Linked DNA regions of Anser cygnoides: region 2 is linked to region 1. A link is a contact called in public Hi-C data. All regions are on one chromosome and are shown on one strand. The core of a region is the stretch at or near the end of the contact, and the rest is flanking DNA. Distances in the headings are between cores, read along the strand shown.

Region 1 (2,700 bases), core at 189-2,688:
AAGGAGGGGGGGGGTAATTTCCTGACAGTAGGGGCCTAGTGCTGTGGTTTTTTTTGTTTTTTTTTGTTGTTTTTTTCAAGCAGCTGAAAAGGGTTTGTCTCTTCTTAAAGCTTGAATGGCACCTATTTTTGCATATTTTTTTAACTAGGTACTGATGAAGAAAGACTACTCTGTAGTTTTGCATTGCTGGTGCGGAAGTCCTAGTTTTGGCCCACTATTTTGTAGTTATTCCACCCACCGCAGCAATAGAAAATGCATAAATATGCAGAGGTCAGAACCACTTGGAAGTAAGAGAAAGGGTGTATGCAGCTGCATTGTAAAAGGAGTGCATCCTACTGCTGAGTATGAGGGGCCAGACCGTAGTTTGTTGGTCTGCGACCTAGATCAGCACCTACTTCTTCAAACTCTCTGAAGCTTAAGTAGGGTCTGAGAATACACGTGGTCAAAACTGAGCTGCTCAGGCCTCCTATAAGGAGCCAGGAAAAATGTCCAAGTCTGGCACTTGTGCAGCAGCCAACTGCTTCCATAATTTGAGATTAAGTTTTAATAAGCAGGAGCAGAAACTGGAGATGCTGATCAGTCTGTGGGCTGTCAGCAAGTACTACTTCACTGTCCTGCTACGTTTCTTGCACAATGGTTTAGTTTTCTCTGTGTTACGAAGCATTCGAAGAAAGAAAATGCGTTCTTTCAGTGTGGTGTACGGGTGTATCGTAAGAGGCTGCATATAGTAGTACAGTTACCTGAGTGGCTTCAATAGAAAAGATTTCTGTGATGTAGCCTGTGAGAATCATGCGGTGTGCACCTGGACAGTTACATTTTTTCCTACCTAAAAATTGTGTTATTACAGGGGAAAGTGGAGTGCATCATTCAATTAAACCACTAAGTTTACAGTGAACACTGAGAGATAATGAGGGGAAGTGGGTTGGGATGTTGTGTTCCTTAGGTTTGGTGGAGGACAAATGCTGGTATTACTAGCTACTCCTGAGAAACTGAGTCCTGAAATTATCACTTTTTCTTTTTCTGTGAATTAGTGAAAGGACTGTGGTACAATTCTTTATCAAGGTGCTAATTAAACAGATGAACTGATGGATAAATCCATCTTCCATTGCTACCGTTTGAGCGTTTGCCAAGCCAACGCCTGGGCCCCTGTCCTGAACCATTTTCTGCTCAGCCACAGAAATGAAAACCGGCAGTTAATGCCCGTTTTGAGAAAAACAAGCCTCTCGTGGGAAGCCGAACCGCCCCACCGACGGGCGCTGTGAGAAGCCACCACTCCCAGCAACCGCCATTTCCCCTCCCTGTGCCTGTGTGTGGGGACGGACCCGTTACGCCCAGCCCCGCCCCCTCACCGGGCTCTACAAGGGGGGGGGGGGGGCAAGGCAGGGTCCGCCTCCACCAATCCGAGGCGGCGGCGCTTTGGTCACGTGGACAAGTGGCTGCCCAATGGGAAAAGGCGGCTCCCGGCAGGCCGGGATTCAAACGGTCGGCGGGCGCGGCGCGTGCGGCCTTGGTTTCCCTGGGGACGGCGCTGCCCGGCCCGGCCGCCCCCATGTCGGCTCGGCTGGTGGGCCCCGGGCCCTACCGCGCCACGCGGCTGGTGAGTGAGGGAGTGAGGGAGTGAGGGAGTGAGGGCCCCCCCGGGATCCACTCGGTGCTCGCTCCTCCGCTGGGGGCCCCGGGTTGCCTCTGAGGGGTCTACCTCCCCGCCCGGGGGTGTGTGGGGGGGTCTCCCGGTAGCGGCCGGGAGGAGATTTAAAGCCGTAAGGGGGGGGATTTAAAGCATTAGCTGTGGCTGTGGGTAGCACAAGCCTGTAGATTCCCCTGTTCCCCATCTTATGTTCTCACATCTCAGCTATTTAAACCATAGCTTCACGTTTCAGAGCGCTTGCCAGCACAGGTGATCCAAAAGTATGCGCCTCTGTATTCACATCCATCTGAATTTTCAGTTCCTTTCGTACAACCCAAATGTTTCCCGTGCAACATTCCCCTTAACGGTTTCCTTTGTTCCCCTTTCCCAGTGGAACGAGATAATTGAACTGTTTCGTGCCGCGATGCCTTTACGGAAGCATCGGTGCCGCTTCAAAAGCTACGAGCGTTGCTTCAAAGCCTCAGAGGCCGTGGACTGTTTACATGAACTACTCGGCTCCAATCAAAACTTTGGCCCTGAAGTGACTCGCAGTCAAACGGTTAAGCTGCTTAAAAAGTTCCTGAAAAATCATGTTATTGAAGATATTAAAGGAAGATGGGGTAAAGAGGACTTTCAAGATGACGGCCATTTGTATAGGTAAGTCTATATATGATGTCTCTGCAAAACTTAAGTTTTATGAATACACTAATAACTTTTGTTAGTCTTGCAAATATTTTTGTGAAATGCTGTTGGAATGGTATCAATGTTTTTTTTTCCTTTTCCTTCCTGTTAAAGGCATTTGTCTTTCTAGTGATGACAAGGGTCGGGTTTAACGTTTGATTTTTATTTTTTAAATAGTTTTAGGGAACTTTTAACTTGACTTCAATTTGATGAATACTAGCAAAAGCTTTTACAGCTTTTAGAAGGTAGTGACTTCTGTTTGCTGTTGATAGACATTAGGTTTGTTGGTGACTGAAACTGTGTGAAAAAGGTGCTGCTTAAAGTCAGGATGGCACTGAGCACCCAATCCCACCCACTGCTACTCTGTTCTACATTTCCATTTCTTCTAAGAG
Region 2 (2,700 bases), core at 41-2,540, 160 kb before region 1:
AATTCCATGCTAAGTAAGGTTCCTCCCTATCCTAGATATCTGGAATGAGGCCTAAGTAAAACATTGGTATATTTGGTATGAAGCAGCAGACCATGACTTTCAAAACACACTCTAAATGATGTGATCTTTCACCAGTGTATCCTTCCCTCCCTGTCCTCGCCCTTACAATTCTCTCACTCTTCTGCTTATGACTGACATACAAAATTAAATAGTGCCTGGATTAAACTACACACAGGCACATGCATACAAATTAACAGGACGGATCAGTTAAAGGTGTCTCAAAAGAGATGTCAAATAAAGTCCAGATTTACAAAGTCGCAGCTAACTGCCAAAATTACAGTGAACATAAACATACGCTTACGGTGGTCTGTTGAAGTACTCTGATGGTGAGCGAACAGTTGTGCTGTTTTGTTTAACTGATAGAGAACTCTGGAATTTCTGCTCACTCTTTGACTACTAGAAGTGTAACAACTGAAAATGTAACTCACAAAAGCAAAACAAGGAGGTTGAACTGTTCTGAATTAAGCCCCCCTCGGGTGGGCATCCTGTAACTTCCCTTCATTCCTGACTAACACAGATGCAAGGCTGTGTATAGCCCGGGCCTCTCTCCTCCAGCTAGCTGCTCACTTTCCCAAACCTGAACAGGACATAATTATTATGCAGGAGGTCTCTGCCGCTTTGCCAGCGTAACTGGTCAACAGCTTCAGAAGCTGTGAGAGGGAGCAGAACACACAGAGAAGGTAATTACATAAGATGATTCCTTGGGAAAGCAAATTAAAAAATCCCCGCTTTTGTTTAGTCCCTGCTGTGGTGAATCAGGCACTTTTGTCTTTAAATCAATAAAGCTTAGAAGAGATGGAGACACAAACAGACAGATGAGACTATTATTATTATGGGAAAGACGGGAAGTAGAAATTAATTTTGCAGTAGGTTTAAAGGTGATGATGTTAGGCATGCTTGGCTACGCAGCATGCAAAAACACCTTACAGTGATACAGAACAACACCTCAGAACTAATATCTAAGTGCCAATAAATTCGGACAGCTACATTTTGCTAACATTTGCAAACTACAGATCAAACAGGGACCTATACCCGAAGAAATCTAATGCTTATGTGCATGCCTAGGTTAAGTCATGTGCAGAGATCAAGTTTTCAGATGTTACAAGAGCCTGAACTCTGCGGACAGGTGTTGGGTAGGAACTCACAGGTAGCCCTTCACGAGAAGTACCACACAGTACGGGACTGCATTTAACTTACTCAAGTCTTTTTAACTTACTGCATGTAACTTACTGAGCATTTTGGGTGACTCCCACCTCTCGTCAGTAACTCCCCGTTGCCAAAATGCACTCTCATTTGCCTGCCTTCTGCCCTTTGAGCGACAGAGCTACTCACGGGCAGAAAACAGACGCACGTCCCGCCCGCCCCAGCCCCGCGCCGCCTGAGGCCGGCCGTCAGCGCCCCAACCGCCGCCGGGCGGCCATGACGGGGCGGGGCGGTGCCGCCGTAAGCAGGCGCGGCGGGGCCACCGCCCCCTTCCTGCTTCCGCCGTGCGGCCCCGCAGCGCTCCGGTACGGGCGGCGGCGGGCGAGGGCCGGCGGGGGGCGGCCGGGGCGCGTCCCGCCCTCACGGCACGGCGCTTGGGCCCGCAGGCACCGCGCCGCCCGCAGGTGGGGTCCGTTACCGCGGGGCACGTCGCGACAGGCCGCCCCGCGACACGGCCGGGGCCTGGCTGCCGGCGCGGCCCGCTCGCTGCCCGCGGTAGCGGGGAGGGGTGGCTCGGCGTGAGGGAGTGGCCGCGCTCCTCTGGGCGCTCGGAAGCTGTTTCTTATTTTTTTTTTTATGTCTCCTCCCGCAGCGTCGCCGCTTGAGGAGCGGGGAAGATGTTGGACGTGAAGGGCTGGGCCGAGTACGTCGTGGAGTGGGCTGCCAAGGACCCGTACGGCTTCCTCACCACGGTCATCCTGGCCCTGACGCCGCTGTTCATAATCAGCGCGGCGCTGTCGTGGAAGCTCGCGAAAATGATCGAGGCCAGGGAGCGAGAGCAAAAGAAGAAGCAGAAACGCCAGGAGAACATTGCAAAAGCCAAGCGAGCAAAGAAGGATTAAATGGGCAGGAAAGGCCTTCCTCGTGAAAAGAATCCACTTTTTTATTGAAGCACTGTTGGACGTTTTGTGTTGTAACCTTCCTTTGATACTTGATCCTCTTACATCTTGAAGTATGAAATTTAACTCCTTCAGTATATTTTTTTCTGCCGAAATGATCTGTGTTAAAGTTTGCCCAAGTGACACATGTTACAGCCATTTAATCTACTTGTGTTCCAGTGCAGGCTGCTTTTCTAAATTTGCATGTTAAATTCAAAAATGAATTAGTCGGGTGGCACTGGGGGCATTTATTTATTATTATTTTTTTCTATAGCTGAGCTATGACTTAACAAGTGTCTTAAAAGTGTCAAATTATGGGGATGACTCATTAAATGCTATAAGCTTTGGTTTCTTGGTATAGCAAGCCATTTTCTGTGTTGCAGGACCTCTTTTCTGTGGTCGTTCATGTTGTGCTTATGTGTATTTTGTAGTTCCTGGTAAACTGGAATACAGGAAGGCAAGCTTTGGTACACCTGCAGCAGAGCTGTAGAGAAGCTGGCTTCCAAGCTTCTTGGTTTGCTAACGTATTTCGTGTTTCATCGACACTCAGGGCATATGG

What was found. A called contact is a pair of places that touch in the nucleus more often than the background predicts.
Region 2: a Hi-C map of liver shows a contact between it and region 1, with 1.9 times the contacts expected there. The contact joins the promoter of SMIM15 here to the promoter of DEPDC1B in region 1. A contact is called at or near these places in 2 of 7 Hi-C or Micro-C datasets (granulosa cells and liver).

The regions. Positions count from the first base shown.
Region 1 is chrZ:74,481,572-74,484,271 of Taihu_goose_T2T_genome, reverse strand. DEPDC1B (DEP domain containing 1B) reads left to right here and starts at 1,438. Exons shown (of 11, transcript XM_048051652.2): 1 at 1,438-1,597; 2 at 2,019-2,284. The coding sequence starts at 1,550.
Region 2 is chrZ:74,638,130-74,640,829 of Taihu_goose_T2T_genome, reverse strand. It overlaps SMIM15 (small integral membrane protein 15), which reads left to right and starts at 1,290. Exons shown (of 2, transcript XM_066987626.1): 1 at 1,290-1,568; 2 at 1,856-2,700. The coding sequence starts at 1,881. The coding sequence ends at 2,105.